4 separate regions of the Mus musculus genome follow, and all the other regions are linked to region 3. Evidence: chromatin contacts called from public Hi-C, capture Hi-C and promoter capture Hi-C data. All regions are on one chromosome and are shown on one strand. The core of a region is the stretch at or near the end of the contact, and the rest is flanking DNA. Distances in the headings are between cores, read along the strand shown. Region 1 holds the start of Smim41 (small integral membrane protein 41). Region 2 holds the start of Dip2b (disco interacting protein 2 homolog B). Region 3 holds the start of Bin2 (bridging integrator 2). Region 4 overlaps Acvr1b (activin A receptor, type 1B).

Evidence for each region. Promoter capture Hi-C pulls out the DNA fragments that hold promoters and counts their contacts. A called contact is a pair of places that touch in the nucleus more often than the background predicts. Capture Hi-C pulls out chosen DNA fragments and counts their contacts.
Region 1: a contact with region 3 is called in a promoter capture Hi-C map of pre-B cells, with 4 times the contacts expected there. The contact joins the promoter of Smim41 here to the promoter of Bin2 in region 3. A contact is called at or near these places in 1 of 39 promoter capture datasets (pre-B cells) and 1 of 115 datasets of contacts at active chromatin or transcription factors (memory CD8 T cells).
Region 2: a contact with region 3 is called in a capture Hi-C map of embryonic stem cells, with 3 times the contacts expected there. The contact joins the promoter of Dip2b here to the promoter of Bin2 in region 3. A contact is called at or near these places in 6 of 39 promoter capture datasets (the 3T3-L1 cell line, embryonic stem cells, frontonasal cranial neural crest and 2 more), 2 of 484 Hi-C or Micro-C datasets (the G1E-ER4 cell line and cortical neurons), 5 of 115 datasets of contacts at active chromatin or transcription factors (embryonic limb bud, large pre-B cells, memory CD8 T cells and 2 more) and 2 of 9 other capture datasets (embryonic stem cells and pancreatic islet).
Region 4: a Hi-C map of bone marrow-derived macrophages shows a contact between it and region 3, with 2.9 times the contacts expected there. The contact joins the enhancer-like site here to the promoter of Bin2 in region 3. A contact is called at or near these places in 2 of 39 promoter capture datasets (the 3T3-L1 cell line and hippocampal neurons), 1 of 484 Hi-C or Micro-C datasets (bone marrow-derived macrophages) and 1 of 115 datasets of contacts at active chromatin or transcription factors (memory CD8 T cells).

The regions. Positions count from the first base shown.
Region 1 is chr15:101,291,793-101,294,492 of GRCm38.p6, forward strand. It overlaps Smim41 (small integral membrane protein 41), which reads left to right and starts at 1,433. Exons shown (of 2, transcript NM_001369218.1): 1 at 1,433-1,840. The coding sequence starts at 1,463. The coding sequence ends at 1,732.
Region 2 is chr15:100,037,348-100,040,047 of GRCm38.p6, forward strand. Dip2b (disco interacting protein 2 homolog B) reads left to right here and starts at 1,317. Exons shown (of 38, transcript NM_001159361.2): 1 at 1,317-1,562. The coding sequence starts at 1,463.
Region 3 is chr15:100,668,111-100,670,855 of GRCm38.p6, forward strand. Bin2 (bridging integrator 2) reads right to left here and starts at 1,393. Exons shown (of 11, transcript NM_001270537.2): 1 at 1,303-1,393. The coding sequence starts at 1,383.
Region 4 is chr15:101,189,624-101,192,323 of GRCm38.p6, forward strand. The region is part of intron 1 of Acvr1b (activin A receptor, type 1B); the gene reads left to right. Among named protein-coding and RNA genes, the nearest start is that of Mir6962, 2.9 kb to the right of the region's middle. Within about 2 kb of position 1,353, at least 80 of the 459 cell types and tissues checked have an H3K27ac peak or open chromatin away from gene starts, as enhancers often do. A contact at or near this core is called in bone marrow-derived macrophages and memory CD8 T cells, where this site is marked.

The DNA of each region.
Region 1 (2,700 bases), core at 183-2,682, 620 kb after region 3:
TGCTTTGGTCTAGGTGTGTCCTATCTTTTGTTTTGTTTTTGTTGAGGTGTAAGTTAGAGGTGACCCTTTCTTGTTTTGTCTTGTTTTTGAGGCAGGGTCTACATTGTCCAGTCCTGGGACTTGCTTTATAGCCCAGGCTAGCCTCAAACTCAGATCCACCTTGCTAGCTGGCTCTGTGATCTACTTGAGTCCGAAGTTTCTAGGTAGTCCTAGCTGGCCTCAAACTCATGCTATAGTCTGACCTTGGGATTCCGTGCTATTCTGACCTGTTTTATGTTGGGCTGGGATTTAAAACCTGAAGCTTCCTGTTGGACAAGTTGCTAGGCAGGCATTCTACCAACTGGGCTGTATCCCAAGTCTCTCCAGAGTGGCTTTATGTTTGAAATGGGAACTTGAAATTTGCTAAAGGATCTTGCAGCAGACCCGGGCAGGCTTCTCTGCCTGCAGATTGCACTGGACTTGACCCCTGGCTGTGTGACAGGTACCCAGCTGGCAGTGGCTGTGTAGACACCAAGACAGTGATGTGTTCACCCTCTGCAGAATTATGATTCCCATGAGGTAGGACCGTGGGCCAGATCTCTGCTCCCTTCCTAAATTGTTTCAGTTCATAATTACATCAGTCCCTACACCCCTCCTTGCTCTCTAGATCTGCTGTGTTCTCGGTAAAGAGGACTTCTTGGACAAGAAGACAGGAGAGAAGGAATGGAGGTAGGCCTTGCTATCTGGGTACTTCTAGCCATTCTCTCTGCCCTGGGGTCTGGAGTACTGTGTTCTGCCTGTCTGCCCTGAAGGAAGACTTTCCACCATTCGGACTGTCCTGTGTGTGAGAATTGTTTCAGGAACAGAAAGCTGTCTGTCCCGTGCTTTGCTCAGAGTGGTCAGCACTTGGGATGGGGTCTAAGAATTGTAGACACAGCTGGGCAGTCATGATGACCACCTTTAATCCCAACACTTGGGAGGCAGAGGCAGAGGCGCAGGGGCAGAGGGGCAGAGGGGCAGAGGGGCAGAGGGGCAGAGGCGAGGCAGAGGCAGGTGGATTTCTGAGTTCGAGACCAGCCTGGTCTACAGAGTGAGTTCCAGGACCGCCAGGGCTACACTGAGAAACCCTGTCTCGAAAACAAACAAACAAGAATCGTAGATGCTCTGAAAGCCCCGAGGATGCAGAATCTTGGCCTTTTTCTATGGAGGAAAGTCGTGGAAACGGGCCTTTTAGGCTTACCTGGCAATTTTGAATGATGGACATAGGTTTGGAGAACAGATAGGCTGGGCCTAAGGATCCAGCCTGTCAGAGAAGGACCTCGAGGCCACTCTGGAGGAGTCTGTCTAGGAGGGGCCTGAGCGCTGCTCTGCACGCACTTGGGTAGAGTGGGCGGTAGGGCCCTGGGAGGCCCGCCCCTTAGAGACTTCTGACACAGCCTCAACTCTCAAGGGTAGTGTGCACATCTGGGCAGCTGGTGGGAGCATGAACGGCTCACAGGTGGGAGCTGCAGCCAAGGCTGCCTGGCTGAGCTGCTGCAACCAGTCCGGGCTGCCACTCGGACCCCCAGAGGGGCCACGCATGGTGCAGGCAGTCGTGCTGGGCGTCCTGTCACTTTTGGTGCTCTGTGGGATCCTGTTCCTGGGTGGTGGACTCCTCCTCCGCGCTCAGGGCCTGATAGCCCTGCTGGCCCGAGAAAGGCATTCAACCCCCGAGGCTGAGCCTGGTGCCTGTGGAGGGGATGACGACTCCTAGGTGTCAGCTGCTCTTGAGATTCAGCCTGTTCTGTGCCACGCCATCCAGAGTTCATTTCTGTGAGGCACAGCGGAAGGTCCAACCCACAAGCTCTTATTTCCCGCACAGGTGAGAGCCTTGAGACACAGGGAGTCTGGGGTTGGGGCTGCGTGGGGTGGGCACAGTGATGGTCTCTGTTCTCATTAGGTGGACATCACTGGGTACAGACAGCTGCTCAAGGCCAGGGTAGAGCTGGAGGTCCCTGTGCCTCTGAGGCACAGACAGCCTTCGTGTCCCTTATGCTAAAGGAGGGAGGCCGGAGAGTTCTGTGAATGGGAGCTCTTTGTGTACCTATGTTTCCCCGTGTTCTGCATCTGCCCAGGTTAACTTGTGGTCTGCTGGACTCAGCAGGACCCTCTGTTCTAGAGGCTAATACAACCCAGCCTGAGCTCTCAGCTTGCTGCTGTCTCCTTCCCAAAGCTTCTGTCCAGGGAGGGAGTGGGCAGGCTGGGGCCCACCGGAGGTGAAGGTAGAGGAGAGAGATTCTTCACTCCCATTAGAGGTACCCCTGGTTGGGTGAACAGTGGGGACAGAGAGATGTGCCAAAGACTCCTCTCCTGGCTCCCCGCTCACGTGTAGCTCAGCCAGAAGCTTTGTGTGCTGTGTTGGGGGTGGGGACAGCAAGGTTTCGTGCAGGAGCATATGCGGAGGAAGGAGAAGGCTGAGTACTCCCAGCTGTGGGGGCTGCGTCTGGGTCTCCCGCCTCTAGCTCTCTAAGGACAGGAACCATCTGGAGAGAAGGGTCTGGGTGGCCCAAAGGACAAAGTAACTCCAGTCCAAGGCCACCTCAGGCTGAACCATGAAATGGGGGTGGGGGGTGCCTTTACCATCCCATTGATATTCAGCTGTGTGTAGGGGCTACTGGGGACGTCTGTGAGTGGCCGTCTCTTGGCGACTCTCAAGGCTCCTACTTTCAAGTTACCGCCAGG
Region 2 (2,700 bases), core at 67-2,566, 630 kb before region 3:
TAATAAAAGAGGGGAAAAAGAATACAGGGATTTTTTTTTTTTGGCCTTCCTTATATATACTAAACTAGAATGAGTACTTTTGGACTACATATAGGTTACATACTGAGGTGGCTAAAAAAAAAAAAAAAAAAGCTATCCCCAACTCCCCATCAAGCTAGGGCACGTCTTTGATTCCAACACTCAGCAAGGAGGCAGATGAAAGTGGATCTTTGTCCTTTGTCGGTTGAGTAGAGAGTTCCAGGTCAGGCAAGACTGCATAAAGAGATGTCTTTCTTTCTTTCTTTCTTTCTTCTTCTTCTTCTTCTTCTTCTTCTTCTTCTTCTTCTTCTTCTTCTTCTTCTTCTTCTTCTTCTTCTTCTTCTTCTTCCTCCTCCTCCTCCTCCTCCTCCTCCTCCTCTTCTTCCCCTTCCCCTTCCTCTTCCCCTTCCTCTTCCTCTTCCTCTTCCTCTCCTCCCCCTCCCCTCTCCGTTCCTCGCTCCTCCAGACAGGGTCTTAACTGTGTAGCCCTGGCTGAATAGGAATTCACTATGTAGACCAGGCTGGCCTCAAACTCAGAGATTAGCCTGCTTCTGCCTCTTGTGTGCTGGGATAAAAGGCGTGCACCATTATACCGAATGCGGTGTATGTAGCCGTGTGTGTAGAGGTCTGCAGAGGTCCTCAAGCTGGCATTAGACGCCCAGTGCTGAGAACTGAGCTTAGGCCTTCTGCAGAAGCAGCCAGCGATTGTAACAATGAAACCATGTCCCCAACCCCTATTCCCACAGAAGTTCTTTTTATAAGTCTTTAGGAGTCAAGGCAAGATGAAGCAAGTTCGACTGTGATCTTTTTTCTTGTGTTTTGAGACAGGTCTCATGTAGCCCAGGCTGGCTCTCACTGAGGAGAGAATGACCTTGAACTTCAGATCCTCCGGTTTCCACCTCCTGAGTGCTGGGATTACAAGAAGCACCGAAAAAGAAATCAAAGAGTTGTTGGCAGGCATAATCCAGAATCTGGGGTAGATGAAGGATGTGGCCTGTAGGCAGGTCCATCAGGGAAAATGGGGGAAAAGACATGACAGATGCATGCTCTCCCGAGTGAGAGGGACTGGAAGAAGTAAGGGCAACGTCCCGGAGTCCTCTTGCTTGAGAGTTTGTGGAAGGTAGGCGTCATATGCAGCAGGTGCCGCATCTTCCCAAGGAGAGCAGAGCAGGCGACGGCAGCCTGCGCTCTCCAAGATCCGCGGTAGAGGGCGCTGTAGCCACGCCCGTCCTGCGTCTCCGGGGCGGGACGAGCTCCAGGCCGGGGGGCGGGGCCGCACGCTCACGTGACCCTCGCTCATGGCGGCGGCGGCGGCGGCGGCAGCGGCAGCGCCGGCGGCTCTCGGCGGCTGGAGCCGGATCCTGTAGCCGGGGTGTGGGCCCGCGTCAGTCCGTCCCTCCTTCGGCCCCCTCTCGTCTTCCGGAGTGTGGCTGGCGCAGCCGCGATGGCGGAGCGAGGCCTGGAGCCGTCGCCGGCCGCGGTGGCCGCGCTGCCCCCCGAGGTGCGGGCGCAGCTGGCTGAGCTGGAGCTGGAGCTGTCTGAGGGTAGGCGAGCGCGCGGCGGGCCGGGCGAGCGGGCGAGCGGGCGGCGGCCTGTGGGCGGCTGGGCTGGCGGGGCTCGCCGCTCCCCACCCGCGAAGCGCGGCTGGGCTTTCATTGTTGTCCCTGGGGGGCCCCGCAGGACCCGGGGACGGGTCAGCTGGAGACAAAGCTGCGCCCTCCGGCTGACACCTTGCCCCTCTGCTGCCTTGCTCCCGAAGGGCCGCTCGCCTGTCCCCTCGCTCCGGCTTCAGAACGAGGCGCAGGGGGACGCCGCAGCTGCACGTCTTCCTGCTTCTCTAACAATGCGAGGTGCCTCACCAGTGACAGGCGTGAGAAAGGAGCGGGGGAGCCATTGAGGGTCCGAGGGAGGTCGGAAGCGGTGGCGCTAACCCAGAGACCCCCCGATCCGCTGCCTCTAGACCGCCTCTGTCCTTGGGAGCAGCAGGCTTTTCTTGCCACCTGCATTCAGTCTAGGTTTTCCTATCTGGTCACCTTTTGGAGTCTTTGTAGAGGTGGCTACCGGGTACATGCAAATCCTGGCCGGCACCCTCTTTCTTTTGACAATGGATTGGTACAGGGAGGGTTGGGTTTGTGTAGATAATTTCAAACATGGACTAAATCTGGGCTCTGTTACAAGAGAAGTGCCTTGGATAACAATGAGGACCTCAATGCCGGCTGTGGGCATGTGGTCAGGCGAATGTGCTGTGGAGATCAGCTTCTCTGTAAAGTTCCTGTTTTTATCGCAGGCGGCCTCTGAACAAAAGCAGCATTTTCTCCGCGCTTGGTTTCCGTACACTTCGCTGATGTCTCCAGAGTTGCATATTGTTGAATTCCTTGCCAAAGACCCTCCCCAGTATTTTTCAAGTTCACTAAAAACTGTTGATTGGAAAAGAGTAAGGAATGTGATCAAGTTCCCAGGAGCGTTCTAGTTCCGACTTTTTGTTAACTTGTCACGACACTGGGCTTTTTCAAACCTTTTTGAGAATCACTTATAGTGAAAAGCCAGAAGTGCGTTTGAGTGTCACAGATCTTACTCGATTGAAGGAAATAATTAATTTTAATAACCCTTTAAGGCTTTCCCAATGTGTAGGGTGGTGATCTTTTCACCTGCATGCAATTATCAACATATTACTTTTCAATT
Region 3 (2,745 bases), core at 143-2,642:
TCCAATGGCCTCTGCACCACCTTTACAAGGGAATACAAATCTTTCCATTGCTAAGTGTGCTAGGTACTTTACAGCCTCAAGTTCATGAACCCTCTCCTTTTAGCCCATGTCTCTTCTACTACAGTGTGGGTAGATGGTGGCTAGGCAAAGGAAGACTCTGGACAGGTAACATCACAATGCCTTTTAAGTGTGTAGGGAAGGGGCTGGGACGGAGCTCAGTTGGCAGGGTGCCTGGTTTCCTCAACCAGAAGCTGTAGGTACAACCTTCAGCATCTAAGAGATGTGATGACACATGCTTGCAACCCAGAAGATAGAGAGAGACGGGAGACCAGAAGTTCAAGGTCAAAGTGAGTTTGGGGGTGGGGGTACAAGAAACTGTCTCAAAAACATGTGAAGGGTGGTAAGAATGGGGTTCATACCTATGACCTTAGCTAGAGATCTCACCTTGAATACAAGACCAGCCCAGTCAACACGGTAAGACCCTGTCTCAAAAAAACAAAACAACCAAGCAAATAAAATAAACAGCGTGAAGAGTGTCTCCATAATCCATTTTCCCTTTTTTTTTTTTTTTTTTTTTTTGGAGACAGGGTCTATGTAGTCTAGGCTGTCCTGGAAGTCTCTGTGTAAACCAGGCAGATCTTGAGCTCACAGAGATCCTCCTGCCTCTGCCTCCCGAGGGCTGGGATTAAAGGCGTGTGCCCATCATTTGAATGGACTGGCAAATTATGGGAAGGACACCCAGAGGCTGTGGATCACCATCAAGGCAAAAGAATAGATGTAAGAAACTGGGGCTGGCTACTGGACACACGAGCTCCCCGCTCACCCCGAGGTAAAGAGTAGCTCAGGCTGGTCTTAAACTCAGTAATATAGCCTCGGATGCCTTGCGTTTTCTATCCACCCGCCTCCGTTTACACCAGTTTAAACAACACTCAAGTGTGGAGAACTGTGCAGTGTCCTGGTCCTCAGTGAATCCCCCAAGTCAAATTAAGTGGGGCGACTCACTGCCACCGCAGCCGCTGTCTCTTACTTTGGGGACAAGTATCTTCCAACTCATTCATCACCTGAGAGACGCCAGCCAGCCACCCTTGCCTTTGCGCTAGGACAAAATCTGTGACAAAGTTGACCACCACCATTCGTTCCTTCCTGTCGCCTTTTCTGGGTCAGGCTGAGGGTTGCCGAAGGCTCCTGCGAAACAGCTGTCTCCTCAGCTGCTCCCTTCTCTCCCACGTCGGCCAATGTTCGTGGACACCCATTCCCCGCCCGTTCTGGGGCAGCAGGACCCTTTCTCCTCAGGCTGCCTACCTTCTCCTGGGCCCTGCTGAACTTCTTCTGCATCTGCTTGGCGAAGAGGCCAGCCGCTCCGCCCGCCTTGCCCTCTGCCATCCTGCCGGCTGCGGGGGCGCAGCCTGGACCTGTGGTTTCTAGAGGCCCCTGAGAGGAAGTGCGTCCTCCCAGCATGCCTTGCGTGATGCTCAGAGGGCGGGCCTTCACACCCTTACAGCCTCCTGCTGGGGCGTGGTCGGCCTGGACCACCCAATGCCACCTCTCGAGGACCATTGGAAACCCATCACTACCCAGATTCCCGAGAGGACCACTGCAGCCCACCACTGGCCATCACGGGAGGACCTTGGGACTCCATCACTGCCCAATACTCCAGGTGTACCACTGAAGCCCCATCACTGTCCAACTCCCCAGGTGGACCATTGGGGTCCCATCACTGTCCATGTCCCCAGGAGGACGACTAGGACCCCATCATGGTCCAGATCCCCAGGAGGACCATTGGAACCCCATCATTGTTCAGCTCCCCGAGAGAACTACTGGGGCCCCCTCACTGCCCAGCTCCCTGGAAAGACCACTGGTCACCAGGATGGGGTCCACAGAGGCATCTGGAGCTGGGAGAGCAGCTAAGCTGGTTCTGAGAAGTTGGCAGAGAACGGGTTGTTCAGGGTGGATTTTGGTGCGCACACACTCTTAAAACCAGCTTGGAAATGCTGCCCCTGCAGTAGAGAAAGATTCCCCTCCCCTCCCCCGCCCCCACCCTTGAACGGGCTCTTTGAATGTGGACCGTGACTCATTGGTTCCATACCCGAACAGCATTAGAAAGTGAGGAGACACAAAAGACTGAGTTTGGGCTGGAGAGATGGCTCAGCCGTTAAGAGCACCGGTTGTTCTTCCAGAGGTCCTGAGTTCAATTCCTAGCAACCACATGGTGGCTCATAGACATCTGTAATGGGATCTGATGCCCTCTTCTGGTGTGTCTAAAGACAGCTACAGTGTACTCTATATAAATAAAATAAAATGAAATGAAATGAAAAAAAAAAAAGTAAAAACCAAAAGGCCCAGTTTCATCCAGTGAGGACGTTTAATGGACCAGAGACCACCTACCAGCTGCAGGGTATTGATGCTGAGTGACCATGGCTCAGCCTGGATGGCAGCTTAACCAGTTCTAAGCCTGGGAATTGTGGGGACAGAGTGCAGAAGGTGAGCATAATCCAGATCTGGATTGGAAGGGGAGAAAGACTGGAGAGATGGGGTCCTCAGGAGACAGGGTGCCATTCATAATATGCTAAGGAGGAGAGGAGGGGAGAGGCCTGAACTGGACAGAGGAGAACAAGACTCTCCAGGCAAAGCATGGAGCATTATATGGACACAGTGTGAATTTAGTCACAGATTATACAAACTGGAGTGGGGCTACAGAGATTACAAATCTGGTTTCTCTAGGAAACCGGTCTTCCAATGAACTTA
Region 4 (2,700 bases), core at 103-2,602, 520 kb after region 3:
GAGAGGTGCCCGTAACAAACACCAAAAAGCTGTAGGGAGGTTGGGCGAGGGCCAGGGAAGAAGTGGTGGGCCCTGATGCTGTAGGCTGCTGTTGCTCACACGGTGTATAGTGGGGTTAGAAACTGCAGCGTGGGGGCTGCACAAACCCCCGCATGCACTGTCCTGATAGACTGTCCAGTGTCCCTAAGGAGTAATGAATAAACTAAGGACCATGGTCGCTCTAGCTTTCAGAGCTAGAGAACTGGTTGTGTTCATAACCAATTCTTGGACAGAACAGGCTGCTGTGTAGCGTGCTCCTAACTTTCTGAGGTTTTGGGTATCCCCTGCGATATCTTGTGGCACTGTGAGTCTAAGGCTCTGTAGTGGTTCCTGAGACTTCCCAGCTGAGCGCAGCCTGAGCCTCTGTGTCCTCCTGACACAGGAGACTGTGTGTACAGCACACAGAAGCCAGAGTCAGCTCATCCTGGGACTTGGCTTTTCTCAAAACAACCTTTTTCTGAATCAGATTTGCATTCACATCCTACCACAAACCACCTTCTAGTCAGACAGACTTTGACCCATGCTGTAGTCCTGTCGAGGTGGTTTTGTCTCAAGTTCAGTTCTGACTAATTAGACTCATCAATAACAGAGTCTGTGCTGTGGAGAGAGGGCTCGTGTTCTGACACCCCCCCCCATTTGATTGGCCATTTGATTTATTTTTATATATTTCAAAATGCCGGGGACCGAGCCCAGGGCCTTGCATGTGTGAGACAGGCCTCTCATCTGCTGACTTGTTCACACAGTGAGTTGGTGCCTCTGTGGTAGTCACTGCTCGTGCTTGCTGATAGAGTAGGGAGTGTTTTAGGTGACTGTGTTGTTGTACACACGTGCAGGTGACCCTGTGGCAGTACACATGTGTGCAGGTGACCCTGTGGCAGTACACATGTGTGCAGGTGACCCAGTGGCAGTACACGTGTGTGAGGTGGCCCTGTGGCAGTACACATGTGTGCAGGTGACCCAGTGGCAGTACACGTGTGTGAGGTGGCCCTGTGGCTGTGCACATGTGTGCAGACTTTTGACCTGATGAGTCATGATGAAACATGACAAGAGGCTGTTGTCATTAGCCCGGATTTAGCTTTTCAGAAAGAATTAAATTTAGGATATGAATTTATAGTAAGTTCAGCATATGCTTATAATTTTATTATTGCTTCTTCTGTTTCAGTGAAGAGTATTAGCAGATGAGTGGTGAGTGCACGTGTCTTTAAAGGACACAGCAGACTGACTGAGACAAGTGCTCTGGACCTAGACCAGAGGGAAGAGAGCTTGTAGCTAGCGAGAACGTGATGTCATCTTCTTCACTTCCTTTTTCCGGTTGATCAGGAGGAAAATGAAGTGCAGAGATAGTCAATGACTTCCTGAAGCCACACAGTCCCACAACCATGCAGCGAGCTAGCAATTTCCTCTGAGACTGTGGCTCACCTCTTCCTAGTCATTGTTAAGAAATATTTTCCTTGTTGGGGTTGTTTTCTTTCAATTTTTACATTAAAAGGGAGGTTCATATGTAAAGTATATTACTATATATAATGTTTATATGTTGTGTGAGCCTTATTAACAGTCCTTCACAGCTTCAGCCCAAAAGAGACTGTCACAGTTAGGGTAACTGTGTGCTCCAGGTCATGTGGCTAGTATTGGAACTAGCACTTGAGGTTCAGGTCTCTGTGACCTGTTGCTCTGTGATGCCCACTGTCCCTCCTGCTATGGTAGATTCAGATCCTTCCAGGGTGCGGGTATGGCGATGGTTATCTTCACAGTGTGTCTGCTTGGGCTTGCCGCTCATCTGTAAAAAGCAAAGGTGAACACAGTGAGAGTGGGGTGAGCCTTGCTCAGGGTAGCCACAGCACTTGGCAGGCGCTTGGCTAACTTCCCTCTTGTCTCTGTAAGATAAACGGTGTTTGCTGGTTGGATAGTGGAGACCTAGATAGGCTCAGGGACTTGCCTGCCTGCTTGGCCCGCTCCTTATTGCAGGCCCACATGGCCCACTTCCCAGCTGATCCTGGGCCCTTCAGCATAGATTTCACCACTTCTGTTCTTTCCTGCCTTACACCAGGCCTGCTTAAGTACTTCCCAAAAATAATGAGCCATGTGTGGGCGTGGTCATTCTCCAGAATGAATCACTGTGAGCGAGGCCAGCATCACCGAAGGGGGAACAGCTATCGGGAACCAGAGACTCCCGTCTCCTCTGCCCCACTAATTGATGGACTCTGAGGTGACTGCTTTTGAAAAGGCCGTGTGTCTCACTCGGCTCAGAATAGTCATCTCTTGAAGTTGTTAATTTTCCCTTTCTTGCTTCCCAAAATAGACCCAATGCTGTTGTCTTTGCTGGACGTCACAACACGGTGCTGAGAGGTGCTCCCTGTGGGGAACCCCTAAGGGACACAAAGGGACTTGTCAAAGGCGCCTTCTTGGATTAGCAGGACTCCAAAGGAAGAAAAGGGGGTCTTGCCAAGTTTTCTGAGGCTTGAATAAATTTTAAGTTCTTAAGAGGAGTAAGACAGAGCCTGGCTTAGTAGCCCAGGCCTGTGATCCCAGCACTGTGGAGGCTAGGGGGTGGAGAGTTCAAGGCCAGCTGGTTACTTAGTGAAAACTGTCTCAAATACAGTAACCAATAGGAAAACAAACAAAAACAGACCGAGCGAGAAATTTCACCCACAAGTTTGGGAG